3 separate regions of the Mus musculus genome follow, and all the other regions are linked to region 3. A link is a contact called in public HiChIP or PLAC-seq data. All regions are on one chromosome and are shown on one strand. Each heading gives the region's core, a stretch centred on a gene start, on an enhancer-like site or on the middle of the called end of the contact. The rest is flanking DNA. Distances are from core to core; before and after follow the strand shown. Region 1 holds the start of Zfp385a (zinc finger protein 385A). Region 2 holds the start of Copz1 (coatomer protein complex, subunit zeta 1). Region 3 holds the start of Cistr (chondrogenesis associated transcript).

Region 1 (3,571 bases), core at 792-3,291, 590 kb after region 3:
GGAGTCTGAACTCAGAACTACCATCTTGAACCCTGAGGCCCTGATTCTTATGTGTGCTCTAATTTTGTTTTGAGCTAGGTTCTCACTCTGTAGCCTAGGCTGGCCATGAACTTATTCTTTAGCCTCGACTCCCAATAACCTCCCCCAACCTGCTGTGATGATAGGCATGAGACACCACATACAGCTGAGCTGGGCACAGCCATCTCAGGGTTCCTCTAGGGCTGCCTTGTAGAGGACTCAGTGACCTTAGCATTCAGACCCGAACACCTCAGTATGATTCTAAAGGTGAGTCTTGAGCACTGGCAGGCAGTTTCCTCCCTCGTTGGGATTTAAGGGGATGAGAGGAAAGCTAAGCTGAATGGGGGCACCACTAGATTCCCACCCCCTGTGGACTTGGCAAAAGGAGGGAGTTAATTATCATGTCCTCCAAAGAGATGGCTGGGGCCAGTTGGTGGCAGGGTCCAATGTCAGAGAGTTTGGATTCAGTCTTCTTGTGGCTGGGTGTTGGCAGGGGTCTTCCAGGCCTGATACCTAGTTTAAAGTGGCCTCCAGACCAGGGCAAACAAGGCTTAGCCTGGCCTACTCTGGGCAAGCAGGCTATAGCCGCTACAGCTGGCCCAGGATACAGCTAGAGTACAGGAACACAACGGTAGGCAGAATGTGGAGCCTGTGTGTTAGGGTCCTGAGTCTAAACTGTGTTGAGGTGTCTCCCGGAATTAGAAGGCAGACCACCTACTAGAGACAGCCTTGGGGCAGAGGGATTTAAATAGCTATGATGGTTGGCCAGCTGGAGGGAAGCAAGGCATAAAAGTCGTGAGAGAGGCTGAGACCACACAACAGCTAGATGGAGGAAGGACGCAAGAGTGGAGAAATGGGCTAGGAAAGATACACAGTCACTGGAAAGAAGAGAACACAGGCAGAGAGTCTTGGGAGAGGGATGAGGACACGGGATATAGTTCAGCATAAGCACAGAGCCAGGTGTCCTCAGTGGGGGCAGGGAGACCACAGGTGTCTGAGAGTGGTAGGGGGCTTCACAATAAACAGGGCCCTGGAACCGGCCTAGCCAGGGTGGAGGTCAGAGGTCAGAGCAGGCCCTGCACTGCTGTGGCAGCAGGGTTGAGGGCAGGGGCTGCTGCGGAGTCCGGAGTACAGCTAGGCCCTCTCCTCCCCCATCCCTGGGGCTCCCTTCCCGATGTAGGTCATGAAGATGGGGTGGCCAAGGCTGAACGGGCTGGCTGTCAGAGCCCAGCGGGACTTCCCTTCCCCCCACTCTGACTTTCCTTCTCTCCTTGGTCTCCTGTAGCCCCCGACCCACGGCTGGGGTGGAAGGGAAGAAGGAGGAGAAGAAGAAGGGCCCAGGCAGCCGGCGCAGGGAGAGAGGGGCAGGTCCCGGCGTGTCGGGGCAGGATGGCTGCGGAGACAGGATCTAAGCCGCAAGAGCCCGGGATGGACAGTTTCCCACCCGCTCTTCTACCCAGCCCCCTTATCTTCACCCGTCAGGTTCCCACCTCCCACCACACTCACCTCGAAGCTACACCCAGCATCTTCTTCCTCCGCCCCCCACTTCCTCCTTTCCCTCTTATCCTGGGCCCAGAAGGCTGTCGGAGTGGCTAAGCCAAGGGTGGGGGAAGGCGCTGGAGGTGACGGGTCAGAACCTTTACTCCAACTCTACCAGGCCAGGACCAGCCCCCTCCCACAGTCTCTCCTGCACTGTCTTATAATATTCATGAGCCTCATGAATACGCAATGTTCTCATTATGGGGCGGGGGTCTCGCTCTCTCGGCCTTCCTTTTGCCCCTCCCTATGTTACCAGGAGAAACCGCAGCTAGGGGAAGAGAGGAAGAGGGGACCCCAGATGTGCAGCCAGATGAGGGGGGAGGGGGAATGAGTGGCAGACCGGCGGCCGCAGTCACCGCGGTGCCGAGGTGAGGGAGGGTGGGGGTTGGTGACCCAGTGAGAAGGAACCAGGGACCCGGATCCCAGAGTCGTGGAGACCACTCACCGAGGATCATGCTGGGGACCCTGGCTCCCGGGGTTCCGCGTCGTTCTGTCCCGGGGGCCGTTCTGGTCGGACTCGGGGTACAGGGGGGAGGAGTCGGGGAGGAGCAGGGGCGGGCCGAGGCGGAGCGGGGGCGGGGCCCACAGCAGGTGAAGACCGGAGGGGGCACCCTGGCACCCCGGGCTCCGCGAGGGGGCGTCCTGGCAGCCTCCCGCTTCCTCCAGCCTTTCAGTTACCGCCCCCAATCTCTGGGTTTTAGGATGTCGCTTTAGCTGGGGCTGGGGAACAAGATGGTGTGAGGTTATTGAGGAGGCTGGGAACTAAAATGCCTGGGTTCCTGAGTGGCTCAGTCTGAGGGCGGGAAGACTCATTCTCAGCTGATAGAGGGACAGGATCCTAAGTGATCTGGGGAGGAACAGAGCCCGGGTTGAGTGGGATAGTGATGCCCCTCTAGAGCAATGGGCTGGGTGGGCCCTGGAGGTGCAGGGAGGATGCCTGGGTCCTACTTTGTTCCGCTTCGGAGCAGGATGTCGAGACTGACTATCAGAGGTGAGTCGTGGTTCTGAAGATGGATTCGAGGTTTATCTGACAGTGTTCTTAGGGGAAGCTAAGTGAACAGATTGCATTCAGTGGTCCTGAGGAGGCAGAAATTAGAAGCTTGCAGTGGTGATTGCTAGGCTATTTAGAAGATGACAGAAGGTCAGAATCAGCGAGGTTCAACCTTATAGAGATGTCCTGGACTGAGCTGGGGAGGAGGGGCATTTATCCCGGGGTTAAATGCAGGACACCTTACCAAGAAGAGCTTTGATTCAGGTGGCAGGGGTGTAAGAAGGCTGGGGAGACGTTTGAGAATGGGATGTTCCTAAGGCAAACAGGAGGAAGCTGGAGTGTGAGAGTCGGATAGGTATCTAGGGAAGATGCAGCTGCTACAGCCTGAACCTGTCTGTACCTGCCACAAGAGGGAGGGCAGCAGGCAGAGTTCCCAGAAGGCCAAGCAGCCAGCTTTAGGCCAACCCAGCCAGAGGGAGAGGGGGTGAGACTGGGAATTGGAACACTCATGGTTTAGGGAGGGTGGAGGCAAGAGTGAAAAGCGGGGTCATGAGTGATAGGATTGGATTCAGAAACTTTGAGGAAAGGAGGGCATTTCCAGCTTCTGGCGGGAAGTTGGGGCTTGATTGCTAACTCAGGTGCAGGAATTTTAGATTTGTTCCTACTGTGAGCCTCAGCAATGTCTGCCTTCCATCTGTGAAAAGCTGTTTGCAATTGCCAAGATACTCCAGCTCAAGGCTAGGTGAAAGATGGGTGCCGGCACCCTAGTCTTTGAGTCCTGTGATCCTGCTTTGAGGAAAGATGTGGGATCTCTGGGTCCACGAGAGGCCATCTTCTCGCTTTGAATCTAACTTGCTGGAATCCTCCTGCACTTCTATAACAGAAAGCCTGCTTCCTAGGTTTAGCCCCTCCTCTCCTTTTCCAGGTTTCTCCCCTGGGGAGGAGACATACTAAAACGAGGGCCAGCACTGGGCTTGGCTGATTCGAGAGCCCCCTCCTTGCCCTTCAGGCCCACCTGCCCAC
Region 2 (3,242 bases), core at 595-3,094, 530 kb after region 3:
AAATTCAACTATAACAAACAACCCCACCAGTTATATTAAACAATAAATAATTGAATGGTTGAGCATTATGCTTAGCACATAATAAATGGGCAGAAAAATGTTATTATTATCATTAATCTGCCAAAGCAAGAACAATGCCCGCCACTGGGACAGGAGAGAGGATTCATCCTTTAACAACTATGGCTGCTCTTCCAGAGTACCCGGGTTTGATTCCCAGAACCCAAATAGCAGCTCACAATCCCATTGCAACTCCAGTTCAATGGGATCTGATATCATTTTCTGGCCTCCACAGGTACCAGGTATGTAAAGGGTGCACAGATATACTGACTTTAGGGTTTCTATTGCTGTGATGAAGCACTATGGCCAAAAAAGTAAGTTAGGGAGAAAAGAGTTTATTTGGCTTACACTTCCCTATGGCTGTTCATCATTGAAGGAAGTTAGGACAGGAACTACAGGAACTCAGGCAGGGCAGGAACCTGGAGGTAGGAACTGATGCAGAGATCACGGAGAGGTGTAGGGGGGCCAGCCCTGGTAGGGTCAGGTACTGAGGTGGGACACAGCATAAGATGGAGGTCAAAGGCTAATGATCTCTGGCCTTGTAACTCTTATTGTTCTGGGGGTCAGAAGCTGATAGCTTTCTTTCCATTCGCTCTAATCTCCAATGCCTTGATATCCTATTTCAAATTGAACCAAAGTGGGAAAACGTTGTCCATCAAAGTGCAGGTCTCCTGTACTCAACTCCCAGACAGAAAGTGGGCAGTGGGCAGCAGATTCTCTGAAGCTGAGCAACGGGGCATAGGAGCTGGCAACTGAACTCAGGTCTTCCACACGAAGAGTATGAGCTCTTTTTTTTTGTTTTTGTTTTCGAGACAGGGCTTCTCTAAATAGCCCTGGCTGTCCTGGAACTCACTTTGTAGACCAGGCTGGCCTCAAACTCAGAAATCCGCCTGTCTCTGCCTCCCAAGTGCTGGGATTAAAAACATGTGCCACCACTGCCCATCGAATATGAGCTCTTAACTACCGAGCCATATCTCCAGTCCCCACAGTTTTTTTTTTTTTTTTAAGTAAATTACATTAAAAATATTGAGGGGGGTGGTCTGGAGAGATTGCTCAGTGGTTAAGAACATTGGGTGCTTTCTCTTCCAGAGGTCCTGGGTTCAATTCCCAGCAACCACATGGTGTCTCACAACCAGCTGTAATGAGATCTGATGCCCTCTTCTGGTGTGTCTGAAGACAGCTACGGTGTACTCATATAAATGAAATAAATAAATCTTAAAAAAATATATATTTATTGGGTATGTGTGCATGCCACACGTGTATATCCTGGGATATACTTCTCGAGACCTTGGTTTGTGTAGTTAACGCTTGGCTGCCTATAGCTAACTTGGTGAACTTTCCGAGGTTGTTGAAATGACCCAAGGACACTACAGCTGTGGATATCCTAATGGTGGCGATGGGAATCTGTATTCGGGTAGGGCTTCTCAGCAAGGCTAATGTTAAGGGCTACACATAGCACCCCCTATAGCGAGTGCGAATTGGAGGCTGACAGAATCACGTGGCTTCCTCCTACCAATAGCAAAGTAACAATCGCTTCCTCCGTTCCCCATGGAAACAACACCGCCCTCAATGATCCTCCCGCCCCTTCAGTGCTGAGGTTTTGGCCTTTCATTGAAAATTCCGGGTGACAATCTAACAGCTGCCTCTTCTGGCTGGACAGTTGGCTTCCGTGAAGCGAGTGACTACGCTGACTGGTCAAGACGCGAAGGCTGGCTCATCTTCACCCAATGTTGCCTCTTTGAGGCGGGACCTAGCGAAGACTCAGGGCCAATCAGCGGTGACGTCGCTTGTGCGACTCCACGTCGGCAGCAGCTACGGGCAAGATGGAGGCGCTGATTTTGGTAGGAGCTGGAGGGCCAGTGGCTCCGTTGTGGTGTCCAGGGGGTCCGGGAGGTGGGGCTCATCAGCTGGGGCCGGGAGAGGGTTCCGGGCAGGCCTCGGGGGCCAAAGCTCCCGCTATCTGTGCAATGCAAGTGTGGCCTACAATGGGAGCTAGAGCCGCGGTATAGAGTAGGAAGCCTTGCCGGCAAGAGAGCAGGAGTCGGTGGCAAAGTTGAAGAGAACATGCAGGGTCCTTAGGAGAATTCTGATTGCGCTGGAGGGGTGTCTTTCAAGTTCTCCCCGATGGTTTTTGTTGTGGATCATACCTACTTGAGTTTCCCCAAACCCTCATATTCTAGTCCCCCAAGTTGCAATGGCAGAAGAGAGGTGTTTTGTCAGTCCCAGATCCTCCTGGTGGTGGTCAGAATTCGACTACCTTTTGGCAATTCCATGTCCTGTTCCTTTACAAAACTTGTTTTTATTTTCCTGTTAATCCTTAGTATGTAATTCTGTCATGATTGAGAGTCAGCATTCCATCCAGGTTCAGGAATACTTGGTAGAGCTAGTATAGATTTTGGAATATCTTTTTCTGACTCCTTATTCTTCTCTCCTACTCTCCCCTCCTTCAGACTTTAGGAACTCATACTGTAAGATCCATTTCAGCCTTCTTGCTTACATGAGAATTGTGATTATAGAAGTGCATTTAACTCTCTTGTCCCTTGATCCTTTCTGCTTGTTCTGCCCCCTAGAACAGGATCAGAGCATTTCTTTCAAGACACTGGCCAGCAGTTTAGAGACCCATGAGTCTGCCTACCTGTGTCTGTGTGTTAGTGTAGGAATTTAACTCCCAGCTTCTTTCCTTTAGTTGGACTCCAGGATTGTTTCTAAGAGTCTTCCTTAGCTCCTGTTTTCATTTATATTCCTTGTAAGTGTACATATCAAACTCTTGTCAGTAAAAGAAAAAAAGCTTTTTCTTCTTTCTTTCTTTAAAGGAAAAAAAGTTTTTTGAGACAGGGTCCCTCTCTACCTTTCCCTTTCCTGATGCCCTAGCTACTCATTATGTAAGCCATGTTGGCCTCAGACTCACAGAGGACCACCTACCTCTACCCTCCAAATTCGGAGACTAGAGGTATGTGCCACCACATCAACTTGTTTTAGTTTTCTCACTGAGAGTTTCATGTAGGTCTGACTGGAATCAACTTTGCCACGTAGCCAGGGCAGACATCTATACTCACCTGGCATTTATGTGGGAATTTGAACTTTGGTTTTCTTATTTGTATGACAAGCACTTTAACCACTGACCTATCTGTTCAAACCTCCTTACTTTCCTTCTTGCAAATGTCAAAGAGAATTTATTCTCATCA
Region 3 (3,594 bases), core at 1,050-3,549:
AAGGAGGGAGGCGATGAGGTTGCCTAAGGTGATGCAGCCTTCTGGCCAAGAGCTTCCCTGGACTCCCAGGACCTGGAACTCAGGTGGAGGAGAAGAACCTAAGCCTGGGGCGGGAAGCGGCAGCCCAGCAATCCAGAACACCACTCAAAATGCCAGACCACCTGGTGTTGAAACAGACCTCCACTCCCACTCAGTCCTAGTGAGTAGCGGGCTCAGGATAATTACGAAGGGGCAGGGAGTAGAGAAGAGAAAAAGATGCCAGTGGAGGACCAAGAAAACCCCCAAGAGAGTGCAGGGGAGAGGGTATTGAAAAAAGAGTAATTGATAGGAAACAGAAAGAGAGGAGATAGGGAACGAGCAGCTAACCGCTTGTGTGAGGGAGGGAGGCTTCTAAAGGCTGGAGTTGTAAAGGGGACAGATTTGGGAGCTGGCACGGGCCACACGCCACTGGGAGTGGGATGGAATGAATCAACCAGCAGTGTGTTGGGGAGGTAAAGATTTATTTATTTACTATTATTTTAGGGTGACCTTGCTTTTCTTTTTTGTTCAGAGAGCCCATCTATTCCGGGCCGTGCCATCTCATTCTAAGTAGCACTTACACTGCTGCGGTCGCTGGGTCATTCCTGGCAATTCCTCTTTGGGGATCGCCTTAAAGCCTGCAGTGTAGCTCTGAGCAGTCTCTCACCAGAGGCAAATTTGTATCCTTTAGGGGTGGATCTAAATTCTGAAAACAGTCAAGTGTTGTTAGGAACCACGGCTGGAGAATAAGGTGAAGGCCCAGCCAGGGAATAATATTTCCAGTTAAGTACAAGGTGAATGTGGAAAGACACCATGTGTGTGTATGTGTGTGCATGTGCCCCCTCCTTCCACATAGCTCTGAAAAGCCATTTTGAAGAACCTTGTCGGATGTGACAGGAGACCTTGCAGCTGCCGCTGGAGATTCCAGTCTTCTGCCTGTTAAACATAGAGCGCTCACACCCCAGTGTGGCATCAGATAGTCAAGAACTGCCCTGTCCTGATTATCCATCCCCACCAAGGGTGGCTCATAACCCCGTCCATGTTGGTGTAGAGCACACTCAAGTGCAAGTAACTTGGTGATCCCCTAGATATATCAGACTGAAAATGGTAAATGACTAGGGTAAATGTATAAGGAGAGCTAGCGAGTTCATGTGAGAAAGCTGTCTGGAAGAGCAGAGTTAGGAGTGGGGTGTGGAAGAAGAAACCCAATAGTGCATGAAACAGAATGACAAGTACTTCTCTATGGCCATTCTGAGGAGGGTGGACAAATTGTGAGCGCAGCGAACAGCTTTTTTTCTTTTTGGCTGGGTACAAAGAACTGGAATAGATAGAATGGAGGCAGGTTCAAGAGGCAGGCTGGGTGATCCCATTTCTAAGAGGAACTGGGGCCTTCTGGAAGGCACACTGACATGTGTTAGATGGCACTTGTGCACAATTTTCTGGATAGGTGTGCAGTTGTGTGTGTGTGTGTGTGTGTGTGTGTGTAGGGGCATACATATCCAAGTAGCTTTGTGCCATGTGGCTTTATGCCCCAGGCTCCTGTCTTTCCATCTGTGTGCGACTGGCATTCAGCTATGTCTGAGCGTGTTTGTTCATTTGTGTATTTCCACGTGGTCGTGTGTGAGTAATATTTCCATTGCTTTCTGAGTATTTCATTTGGCTACATGCGGCGGAAGGCATCGTGAGAAGTGAATTCACAGGCGATGTGTGCCTGAGTGTGCGTGCTGGTGTCTGCAGGAGCAGCGGGGCTGGAATGGAGCCTTCTTTCTCTCTCTCTCCACTGGCTCCATCTGCCCTCTCTGAGGTCGTGACAAGGAGGCAGACAGCAAAACTGGCAAACAGTTACAGCTAGGAAGACCAGAAGTATTGCAAGCCCGGCTCAGACTATCACTGCTGGGGAGAAATAGCCAGAGGGAGACCGACATGACAATAGCGCGCACAGATGCTGCGTGGACGCGCTTCCCGGGGCAGGTGCGCTCATGCGCGTAGGCCTTCACTAGCATCAGGGCCTTGGGCGCACCGGTCCTACTCTGGCTCCTGGCTTTCCTTCCCCTGGCTATGACCAGATCTCCATCGCCTCCAAATGCCTGTCCCAGTTTGGGGCGCTGCGGCTGGGGAAGCAGACATCGACTTCGGAGCCAATCGCGGGACGTCTGCAGCCTCCTGGGGTGGTGGAAGAGATGCGTGCGGGGGCGTCCTCACCCTCGCTCCCTCCCCAGCTCGGCCGCCTCCTACCCACCCCCTTCCGGCCCGCGGCAGTTTCCGAAATCGCCCGGCGGCCGCGAATTCATTAGCGGGGGGCGGATGTAAACGCAGAGCGGTGGAACGTTTTAATTAGGCCTGAACAATAAACAAGCTAAACGAGGCGCACAGGGCTCCCTGGCGGGCCCTCAGCCTCCTCCGCGCCGCGCGGACTCATTACGGCTGCAGCCAATTTCATGCCAGCGCCGGGCGCGCGCGGCCCGGGCTGGGAGGGCGCGCGGGGGCGGCCGAGACACTCTGCCCTGGAGCTGAGCGCTGGGCGCTTGTCGGCTTCTCAGGGCCGCTGCTCACTCCACCCCGCCTGGCTCGGTGTCCTTGAGCTGAAGGTCTCCGCCCGCACCCGCCTGCTCTTTAGGGTCTGCCCTCCTCTGCGCGCGGGCCTCGTCCCACAGCTCAGAGGAGGGGTTCTGCTCTCGCCCTCCCCTTGCCTCGAACCCACACCCTGTCTGCCGCAGTCTCCCCATCTTCTCTACAGGATCTCTCTTCCCCGCGGGTCCCTTTTCATACATCGACGAGGACTGTTGGACGCAGTCATCCGCCCTTAGTGGGCCCTGTGGCCTGATGCCTCGGTCTCGCTCCGGGTATTCGCCATTTCTCTGCCCGCTGATGTAGCAGCCTGCCAGCCTCCCTCCCGCCCTCGTCTCCTGCCAGGGTTCCTCCCAAGGCACTTAGACCCGAAGGTTTAGGTGCGGCTTTGTCCTTAGCCATTAACAAGGCTGTTCTGGACTTAAGAACCGACCGAGTGGTTTAGCTTTCTTTCTCTTCCCCACCTTTTAGCTAAACTGCAAGCATATTTTGCAGGCGCGTAAGTCTTAGCCAAGATTCCTCAGGCTGGCTATTGATGACCTTAGGTCTTGCCTTGTCCCTCACGTGTGGCCTCTTACCTGGCCTTGATACCCTGTGAAGGGTGGGAAGTAATTTTAGTGCTTTGTGAGACAGTTGTGAGAAATAGCGCGGGGGATGATGAAGGTAGCGACCTTGGCACCTAGTATTCACTCAATCAATATTAGCCCTCTTTAGTCTCCGTGTTCCTCCTCAGTCTGCTCCTGTCTCTGTAACCTAAAATTCTGAGCAAAGGACTGGTAAACTCAGATGTAATAGGCCTCAAGGGAATTTCACATGAGCAACTGAACACCTGCACCAAAGCTCCGATTGGACGGACTCACAGAACAAAGGACACAACGCAGATCAGTACACAGGACTGAGCAAATTAAAACCCAGAGGCCAACGAGAGGTACTGTGGCACATACTTTTAATCCCAGGACTCCGGAGGCAGAGGCACGCAACACTCTATGGTTTCTAGGGCAGGGAGTT

The links. HiChIP or PLAC-seq counts read pairs in DNA pulled down with a chosen protein or histone mark.
Region 1: a contact with region 3 is called in an H3K4me3 HiChIP or PLAC-seq map of forebrain, with 5 times the contacts expected there. The contact joins the promoter of Zfp385a here to the promoter of Cistr in region 3. A contact is called at or near these places in 16 of 39 promoter capture datasets (the 3T3-L1 cell line, 3T3-L1-derived adipocytes, the HPC-7 cell line and 10 more), 2 of 484 Hi-C or Micro-C datasets (embryonic stem cells and nephron progenitors), 11 of 115 datasets of contacts at active chromatin or transcription factors (astrocytes, bone marrow-derived dendritic cells, embryonic forebrain and 7 more) and 1 of 9 other capture datasets (embryonic stem cells).
Region 2: a contact with region 3 is called in an H3K4me3 HiChIP or PLAC-seq map of embryonic limb bud, with 4 times the contacts expected there. The contact joins the promoter of Copz1 here to the promoter of Cistr in region 3. A contact is called at or near these places in 14 of 39 promoter capture datasets (the 3T3-L1 cell line, 3T3-L1-derived adipocytes, the C10 cell line and 10 more), 1 of 484 Hi-C or Micro-C datasets (myocytes), 7 of 115 datasets of contacts at active chromatin or transcription factors (astrocytes, embryonic forebrain, embryonic limb bud and 4 more) and 1 of 9 other capture datasets (embryonic stem cells).

Annotation. Positions count from the first base shown.
Region 1 is chr15:103,338,045-103,341,615 of GRCm38.p6, forward strand. It overlaps Zfp385a (zinc finger protein 385A), which reads right to left and starts at 2,042. Exons shown (of 8, transcript NM_013866.2): 1 at 2,003-2,042. The coding sequence starts at 2,012.
Region 2 is chr15:103,271,044-103,274,285 of GRCm38.p6, forward strand. It overlaps Copz1 (coatomer protein complex, subunit zeta 1), which reads left to right and starts at 1,845. Exons shown (of 9, transcript NM_019817.2): 1 at 1,845-1,898. The coding sequence starts at 1,881.
Region 3 is chr15:102,744,610-102,748,203 of GRCm38.p6, forward strand. Cistr (chondrogenesis associated transcript) reads right to left here and starts at 2,300. Exons shown (of 1, transcript NR_104334.1): 1 at 1,832-2,300. It also overlaps a transcript of Gm36560 not described here.